Regions from separate parts of the Mus musculus genome. Here all the other regions are linked to region 2. A link is a contact called in public Hi-C and HiChIP or PLAC-seq data. All regions are on one chromosome and are shown on one strand. The core of a region is the stretch at or near the end of the contact, and the rest is flanking DNA. Distances in the headings are between cores, read along the strand shown.

Region 1 (2,860 bases), core at 354-2,853, 270 kb after region 2:
GAGGGTGATCAAGGAAAACTCCTGAGGTCAACCTCTGGCCTGTACACATATACACAGGCAGCCAGAAGCACAAATGCACACACTCACATGGGGACACAGGCAGCCAGAAGCATTACATGGGGTAATCCCCATGGATCTCTGTCTTTTTCTCTGTCTGTCTCTGTCTCTGTCTCTGTCTCTGTCTCTCTCTCTCTGTCTGCCTCTCTCTCACACACATACACTATGCACACACTCACATGGACACACACTGGCACCCCACCTTAACACACTCACATGGATACCCCCTCAGACCTCTCTCTCTCTCTTTCTCTCTCTCTCTCTCTCTCTCTCTCTCTCTCACACACACACACACACACACACACACACACTCACATGGACACACACACACAGGCACCCACAAGCACACATGCACACACATGAACACACACATCTGCACACTCACATGGAGATACCCCCCACGAATCTTTCTCTCTCTCTCTCTCTCTCTCTCTCTCTCTCTCTCTCTCTCTCTCTCTCACACACACACACACACACACACACACACACAGAGGAAAAGCCCTTTTCCTTCTTTCTTCCCTTTCTCTAACATCAAGCAGCCAGATGAAAGATGAGGAACCCAGAAGCACCGTTGTGTGTCACACCGATCCGCACGGCTGCAGGGCACGCGCCTCAGTCAATCCAATCCATTTTCTAGAGGACTTTGTAAGGAGATAGCGCACAGAATGTCAAAACCATAAAAGGATCATGCTCTCCAGAGGGCTGTGACAGGGCAGCACTGGCAGAAGGGAGGCTCCGTGCAGTATTTGCTGTTTGTTTCTGCTTTGCTTTTTTTTTTTCCCTGTGTGTGCCTGTGTAGGGGTGAGCATGCGTGTCAGTGCATATGCACATATGTGAGCACATGTAAACATGAGTAGAGGCCAAAACACACACTCAGGTATCATTCCTCAGGGTCCATCCACCTCATTTTTGGAGACAACATCCCCACTGGCCAGTCAACTCTTCGGGCCATCCTGTCTCCACCCCTAAGCATGGGGGTTACAGGCATATACCAGTACATCTGGATTTTTGTTTAAAATGTGGGTCTTAGAGATAAAGCTCACGTTCTCATGCTTGCTCAGCAAGCACTTCACTGGCTGAGTCACATCCCCAGTCCTTTGTGTCTTTATGTGAAAATGAGTTTCTAACAAAGGGGGGGGGGCCCTCTGGCCCTCCGTGTCCAAAGTGATACTGGTCTACAGTCAATGCCAATGGTCTGTAGCCATCTGCACCCCAGAGAGACACAAGGAAGCAACACTCATCCTCCCTTGTAAGCACTTGGAATTCCTTGAGGATCTGAGTCATGCGTTTGGGGAAACACGAGCCTCTGCGACAGCGTTCTTTATAACTTTATGACCTTCGAAGGCAAGACACCTGAGTACAGGTCCTAAGGTGACTGAGACAAAAAGCCCGCAGGCCAGATTTAGGCTAAAAACCCAAAATGTGACAAAGGGGAGGGGTGCTGTCCTCGGTCCTGAACCAGCGTGGTGGGGCCGCTGTCCTCGGTCCCAAATGTTCGCTTGGAACCTCTGTCCCCGGTCCTAAAATAGCGTGCTGGGCGCTGTCCCTGGTTCTGAACGGTCACTGCGCATGGTGTCCCGGGTCTGAACCGCCATTGTGGCCGCTGTCCCCTGTTCTGAATCAGAACATGTGGCGTTGGACTGGGGAGCTGTCCCTGGTCCTAAACCATCAGGGTTGGGTGTTTTGTTTGTTTGGTTGGTTGGTTGGTTGGTTGTCTGGTTGGTTTTATGTTGTTGCTCTTGGTCCTGAACCAACATAGGGGCTGTTGGCCCTGGCCCAAAACACCGCACAGGGGTTGGGGTTCAGGGAAGAGGATATGTTGTCTGTGGTTCAGAACCAATATCTTTGCTGGGGTGCTATCCCTGGCCCTGAACCAAAACTCATAGGAGCTTTGCCCCTGCCCTTAAACCAGCACTGCCTTTCATATGTGTGAGGGAGAGGGAGGAAGACTGTCCCTGGTCCTGAATCAGGCTCTTTTGTTGCTGTCCGTGGTCCTGAACCAACGCTGTTCCAGGGCTGTGATTTATAGGAGTGAGGTTTGTTCCTGCTTGTGACCTGGTGTGTGTACACGCTATGCACACACCTGCAGACGCTGTGGGAAGACGTAGCATGACCACCACACATCCTTCTGAAATGTGGCCTCTCACTGAACCTAGAGTTGTTTTGCAGCTTAGGTTGGTTCCAGCCATTTCCTATCTCTGCTCCCCACAGTGCTAGGGTCAGGCATGCACATCCATGGCCACTCAGCCTTTGTGTGGGTGCTGGGAATCCTGACTCAGGATCTTCATGCTCTTACCGACTGAGCCATTTCTCTGGGCCAAGGAGGCAATGATTTTTGTAGGTGCTAACCATATCTCTTCAAGTCAAATGGAGATGAGAAGATAGTGATTGAGAAGAAAAATGAAGAGGGCACATGCGTGCTGTTTTCTCAAAACGTCTTTCTAGGAATTTCATTCCAGGTGAATATATTGACATATGTTCTGGGTCACGACATAAAATTTATAGCTGGCTTCTTACCAAGGACAACGTATTGGAAAACTGCTTCTCTGGACTACAGTTGCTGTGACATGTCCTTGAACATTAAGACCCCAACTCTGTGCTCAGAAAATGGTCAAAATGTTGGTTGTGAGGCAGTGGTAGTTGAAAACATAGGATGTAATACAGAGAAGCATGTAAAAATGGAATTGTATGCCCAGGAGAAGGAGAGATGAGGGGTAAGGAGGGGGAAATAGTGGGTTTTGTACTACAGTTACCAGCATCGTGAGGATTTCTCCCTCCTGCTACATTGAATAGAAGGTGGTCT
Region 2 (2,926 bases), core at 353-2,852:
CAAGCACACAGAGGTCGTATTTGTGAAATTCAGAGACTCCCCACCTGTGTGTTTAGGGAGGGAGCACTTAGGGCTTTCAGGGTCCCCTCGGAAGCCAGAGTCGAGGGACACCTCCAGTGACACTGTTGGCCATTATGTAATAAGCCAGCATCCGCGTGGCCCTGTGGCAAGGGGGAGTTACTGAACAGCAGAGGGGCCGGTACGGCTGGCAGGAGGCAACTCCAACCTCTCCCCCCCCACAGAGGATCAGCCCAGGCTATCATCTCAGGCTGAGCTGGACCATGGTCATGTCCTTGTCTTCAGACAGCCACCATGGGCAGAACTTGTAAGGTTCTGTTGGCAGGACCCCCATTACATTCCCAAATCCTCCTGTCCCTAGGACTCCCTCACATCCCCTGACCAGTTCATGTGCTTCCTTGAAAGCCCAGAGTCACCTCCTCTGGGAAGCCCTCCCTGGTTTTCTTGTCTTCACTACATACTTTGGGAGCCATCTCTCCTTCTCCACCAAGTGTTACTGTTATTTCTGTGTCTTCTTCCCTCACTGAGCTGTGAGCTTCTTATTTTCCCCAAATTCCTAGCAGAGTCCCTGGCATATAACACTCACTCATTCATTCATTCATTCATTCATTCATTCATTCGTTCGTTCGTTCATTCACCCATTCATTTACCCACTCATTCATTTATTCATCCATATGTTCATTTATTCATTCACTCATTTGCTCGTTCATTCATTCATTCACTCATCAGATACTCTAAGCACCTTTTGTGCCGGGGCCTTTTTAAGTGTAAGAATAAAACATAGAGATTGTCGGTTCTAGAAAATGCTTGGAGACATTTCCTACCAGTGGAGTCTGGCAGGAACTCTGAGGGCAGACCACTCTAAGGTTTCTGTGATGTGTTTTGCCCTTTGATTCTTTTCTAGTTTTGAATTAATGCTTGTGTCCCCGACTCTCCATCAGCGTTTGATCACCCCTCTTCATACTATAGCCCACTGGCCTGGCCCGATTTGTGCTTGCTGCAGACCTGACTAACTGCAGACCTGAGGCCAGGAGGGGGAGGGAGAGCGAGAGACCTGGAGGGAGCTACTGTGTGACTTGGCTCTGTCCCCACAAAGGCATCTGATGGGTCCCGTGTCTGCCACAGAGTAAATCAGAGTTCCTTGTTCTCTCTAGTTTAGAATATGGGACAACCAACCAACCCCCATAAGGACAGGGTGGCAATGGCCTGAGAGACCGACAGGTTCCCTGTGGCAGCTGTGTGCGCACACAGACAAAGCTCAGGCTGGTTCCAGTGGGTAGAAGAGAAAGTTGGGGTTGGAGGAAGGAAACAAGCCAAGCCTGGGTCTGAGGAGACACTGTGTATATGTGTGTGTGTGTGTGTGTGTGTGGCGGGGGGCAGCCCGCTGGGTTAATGCCTCCTGACTCATCTTCTGCCCACTCCCCTGCATCTACTTCTCCCACGAGCAGATCATAACAGCGCCTGGATTGGACAGCGGTGCCTCTTCAAGCTTCAGCTATTCCAGCAGGAGCTCGAGGCCTGTGCAGCCCTTGTCACCAGCTCCAGTGTTCCTAGACTGAGAAGAGAGCAGGTGACTCAGTTCTCATTTCAGGGAGAGGAAAACTACAGAGCTAGTGACTCACTCCTTCAAGGTGACTCAGAGTCTGTCTGGGACTGTAGCCCAGTGACCTAGTTCCCAGAACGCACTCTGGAGACCAAGGACATAGTTCCAGGGTGAGCAGGGAGGGAGCAGGCAGCAGGAATGGGGCACCCTAATCTCAGAACTCAGGTCCTTGTACAAGAGCAAGAAGCAATTGCCTTCTGAGGAGCATCCATGCGCCGCTGGGGGGGTGGGGTGGGGGTTGTGACAGCATCACAGCCTGAAAAGAATGTTCAGATGTAATCTAACAAGATGCGGGCAGGATCCGTGTTCTGGAAACTGTGAAGGGCTGATGAAAGAGATCAGAGACCAGGAAGGAGAGCCAGGCACCGGGCTGACTTATGGGAGCCTGGGTAGCCACGAGCTGTCAGCACCCGTGAGCATCCCCCAGATCAGACAGTCTATAGACACAATGCAGTTCTGATCAGAATCCCAGCAGGACATGCTTTCTGTAGGAATTAACAAATGAATTTTTAAATTTACCCAGAAAGGCAAAGGAGGGAGACTTGCCAAAACAATTAGGACAAAGAATGAAGCTGCGAGACACACCCTACCTGGTTTTTCGGAATCAAGCTACAGTAATCAAGACAATGTGCACCTGGCAAAGAGACAGATACCAATAAAGGAGGCCTGAAATAGAACCTCACCCATACAGTCAATCGATTTTCAATGCGAGTGCAGAGGCAACTCTGTGGACAGAAGACGGTCACTTCAGTTCATACTGCTTGAGAAATTGGATATCCACATTAAGGAGAGAGAGAAAAAAAATCCTCAATTGATACTCACACCATAAGCAAATACAATCGTTAGGCAAGTCACAGATAGACTTAAAACTGTACACTAGCAAAAAACCACATAGAACTTTTGTGTTCTGGCTGAAGCAACCCTTGTTTTGATATTGGCCAGTCACAAACAAAAACAGAAAAGCCCCAACCACCACCACCCACCACTACCACCACTACCCCACCACCACCAAAGCATTGAGAAACTTGACCTTATTGAATTAAGGTCACCTGTCCTATGAGACACATTGCAGATGAGTGTGAAGGTGAGGTGACAAGCTAGGGACCTTTCTTACCAATGTTCTTCTTCCAAGGAGGGCCTCCTTGCGAGCCACATATAGAACAAAGGGCTTGTGTCTGCTCGGAGAAGAACGCTGGCAAGAAAGGTGCCAGGCAGATAGCTCAGTGAGTGAACCTCTCGCTGTCTAAGTGTGAGGGCGTGACGTCAGATCCCCGACACTCATTAAAAACATCTCTGTGTAACGTC
Region 3 (3,263 bases), core at 276-2,775, 300 kb after region 2:
GCCTTCAAATGGAGCCAGCAACATTCTCTCCTGGAGTCAAGGGGGAGGCGTGTAAGTCTCAGAAAGCACTTGTCATGGTTTGAATATGCTTGGCCCAGGGAATGGCACTATTGTGGAGGTGTGGCCTTGTTGGAGTAGGTATGTCACTGTGTGTGTGTGTGTGTGTGTGTGTGTGTGTGTGTGTGTGTGTGTGTGTGTGTATGTGCTTTAAGACCCTCATCCTAGCTGCCTGGAAGACAGTATTCTGCTAGCAGCCTTCAGATGAAGATGTAGAACTCTCAGCTCTGTCTTCACCATACCTGCCTAGATGCTGCCATGCTCCCACCTTGATGATAACAGACTGAACCTCTGAACTTGTAAGCCAGCCCCAATTAAATGTTATTCTTCTAAGACTTGCCTCGGTCATGGTGTCTGTTCGCAGGAGTAAAACCCTCACTAAGACAGTACTCAAAACTAACAAGGTTCAGGATAAACTAAGGATTCAGGAAACTCCTGAGAGTTACCAGACTCACAAGGCCTGTCGCCAAGGTTACATAAGCAGTAACAGTCAAGGGGAGAGGAGACTCAAAGACAGCAGCTGTCACGCAGCCTCCATACACTCCCTGGCTCACTAAGTTGGACTGGAGTGGAATCATTCCTTTGGTCTACAGTTGGAGCTGTATCTGGGGTAAAGAGACATTCGATCACGTCTCCCCAGGGAGAAAAAAGAGTCAGGCAGCATCATAGAGGGGGAAAGGGAAAAACGGGTGGCGAGAATCTGCATAGGAGGTGGACACCATCTTTCAAGGCTGTGAGGAGCCAGCTGTCCCACACAGGATCCCTTGTCCCTCCTGCAGCTTTAGACATTCAGTCCTGACTTCATGTTCGGCCTTCTCTGTGGTTTAGCTGCGTCATGCTGAAGGGAAAACACAGACCACCCACCCCAAACATGCCTTGTTCACCATGCAGCTTGTGGCTGTAATCCGGACTGTCTCCTCTCTCGTCTCAGTGATAACAAACAGAGTATTTGCTTCTTTCCGGTGCTACATACACTGCATGTTTCAGGGGAGGGACCTGCTCCTTGTGGATGTTCAAGGGTTCCAGCTGATACGGCTCTAGGAAGACACATTGTAAACCCTGGGGCTCCAGTTCTATATGTATTGACCCAAGGAAGATACATTGTAAACGCTGATGCTGGCTATCCCAGCTCCTGCTGAGTCACTCGCCCCTCAACCCCAATTTCAGAGGGGTCAGGGAGGCACAGTTCCCTCCCGGTGATCAAAAGCAGGAACAGAGATGGGCAGGACTCCAGGACAACCATGTCACATTAGGCTCTATCCTAAGTCTGGAAGAGAGACACTCCTTATATATTTTTAGATGCAGAAATCAAGGCTCAGGGGCATTAAATGCATGTATCAAAGGCAGTGGTCCAAGAAGCAAGGAGCACAGCACTCAGAATGGGACAAATCTCTCCGTCCCACACTCTCTCCCCAGAGCAATGAGTCACTTCCTCCTCTCTCCCGCCAGACCCTGATTCTTCAAAGGATCCAGAGGCTTCTCGGTCTAGCCAGCAGAGTCAGGTGCTCAAAGCTGTCTGCAGAGTGAGTGTGTCAATTCTACCCTGGGGACACATGAGTCAGGACGGGATGTTTCAGCCTTTCTCCGTCAGCATAGAGCTCTGCCAATACCAGAGTCAGAACCACGGACACCCCTGGGATCTGCTGGCCAGAGAACCTGGGGTCCACTTGGGGGGCTCTCTGGGGATATAGGATGATCTTAAGTCTCATCTTGCTTCTGCTCTGGAATGTGCTCAGTTGCAAACAAGCCAGCCAGAAGGATCTGGAACGTTGTAAACAAATGTCCTCCAGGTTTTTCATCAGTGCGGCTTAACCACACTGCCCGGGAGCTTATTAAATAAAGTAAATTAGGTCTCAATTATTTGCTTGCACACCAGGCAGGAAAAAATGAAATTTTCAATTTAAAAGTAATATTGCTATTAATATGCAGGAGCGGGTCTGAAATTGGACTTTCTGCTCCTTCCTGATGAGAGGGGTCAGGGGAGCTGAAAGGCTCTCGCAAAGCGGGGCTCCTCCCTTTCGCGTGCCCGCTGGAGCAGCCCCAGGTCTGTCAAGGGTAGGTAGCACATGGGAGGCTAGAGAAGCAGCTCTGAAAGGGACAGTATCATTAAACCACTTCATTTAATCCCCGGTGATTTTCCTTGGCTGTGACAACCTCATTGCTAGGCCCCCTGATTAACACGGCCTTTGTTATCAAAAAATCTAAACGAGTGCATTCCAGTGCCAGAATCTGCAGTTTTTCATGGAAACGGATCTAGAAAGGGGAAAGTGTGTGCTTAACACTTATCAGCCTCCCATTCAGAGAGCTGCTCCCCCCCCGGGCCATCTGCAGCACAGGAGAAATTCCGTCAACCACCCTTGATGATCTGGGCTCCACCTGAGCTTCGAGCTCTGGAAGCCAAGTCGGTATCTTGAATGGTCACCTTCAGATCCCTCCTTCTGGAAGCTGTTCTTCCTCAAGGGCTTTGATGGGTATATATCAAGTCTAATGAAATAGAAACAACCTTTCTAGGGTAGAGAGGGGTAAACATCTGGAAAGTGGCCTGGAAATTGCCTAATGATAAGCGGATGGGGAGCCAAGTAAAGGGTGGTGGCTGGCTGGTTCCATTCTAGCAGAGGACAGGATAAGCAAGCAAGATGCTTCAAGCCACTGACAGGGAGGCAGAGCCAGGGACGGCCAGGGATCTTTGGGGACAGGCTGGTCAGCTCTGGATCTCTCAGTGGGGTGATTTCATCAAGCCACACTTAAATGCTCCAAACCTCTGCTGTACATTGAAACATGGGGCAAGCATTGGTACTGGACTCTTGTGGTTCTTCTGGAGATGACAACATTGGGCACATGAAGTATTGGTTTCTATGTGACACATGGGAGAAAGAAAGAGACTTGCCCATATGAAGGGCTGGCGTGGAGGACCACATTTTTCAGGGTCTCTGGGGAGACATTATCATCAATGAGAGTTTGTTTCCAGAGGATTCCAGTGTCAACACAGAAAACCTTTACATGGATGAGTGTGGGGAGGTTAGTGTGTGTGTGTGTGTGTGTGTGTGTGTGTGTGTGATATGTACGTGAACATGTGCTGTACCCATGTACATAATATTGAACCTGTGTGTGTCCTATGTGTATGTGTGTTTATGTGTGTATGTGTGTGCATGTATGTGTATGTGTGTCCATGTGTCTGAGTGTGTATGTGTGTGTATGTGTGTGTA

Evidence for each region. A called contact is a pair of places that touch in the nucleus more often than the background predicts. HiChIP or PLAC-seq counts read pairs in DNA pulled down with a chosen protein or histone mark.
Region 1: a contact with region 2 is called in a Hi-C map of myocytes, with 2.5 times the contacts expected there. The contact joins two enhancer-like sites. A contact is called at or near these places in 8 of 484 Hi-C or Micro-C datasets (embryonic retina, embryonic stem cells, myocytes and 4 more) and 1 of 9 other capture datasets (embryonic stem cells).
Region 3: a contact with region 2 is called in an H3K27ac HiChIP or PLAC-seq map of the NIH/3T3 cell line, with 2.8 times the contacts expected there. The contact joins two enhancer-like sites. A contact is called at or near these places in 1 of 15 datasets of contacts at CTCF or cohesin (stem cell-derived epiblast-like cells), 15 of 484 Hi-C or Micro-C datasets (the AtT-20 cell line, cardiomyocytes, cerebellar granule neurons and 10 more), 2 of 115 datasets of contacts at active chromatin or transcription factors (the NIH/3T3 cell line and kidney) and 1 of 9 other capture datasets (embryonic stem cells).

Annotation. Positions count from the first base shown.
Region 1 is chr4:151,603,093-151,605,952 of GRCm38.p6, forward strand. The region is part of intron 3 of Camta1 (calmodulin binding transcription activator 1); the gene reads right to left. Among named protein-coding and RNA genes, the nearest start is that of Gm52712, 37 kb to the right of the region's middle. Within about 2 kb of position 1,604, at least 60 of the 459 cell types and tissues checked have an H3K27ac peak or open chromatin away from gene starts, as enhancers often do. A contact at or near this core is called in myocytes, where this site is marked.
Region 2 is chr4:151,338,054-151,340,979 of GRCm38.p6, forward strand. All of the region lies in intron 5 of Camta1 (calmodulin binding transcription activator 1), which reads right to left. Among named protein-coding and RNA genes, the nearest start is that of Gm45960, 120 kb to the left of the region's middle. Within about 2 kb of position 1,603, at least 82 of the 459 cell types and tissues checked have an H3K27ac peak or open chromatin away from gene starts, as enhancers often do. A contact at or near this core is called in the NIH/3T3 cell line and myocytes, where this site is marked.
Region 3 is chr4:151,633,411-151,636,673 of GRCm38.p6, forward strand. All of the region lies in intron 3 of Camta1 (calmodulin binding transcription activator 1), which reads right to left. Among named protein-coding and RNA genes, the nearest start is that of Gm52712, 6.7 kb to the right of the region's middle. Within about 2 kb of position 1,526, at least 53 of the 459 cell types and tissues checked have an H3K27ac peak or open chromatin away from gene starts, as enhancers often do. A contact at or near this core is called in the NIH/3T3 cell line, where this site is marked.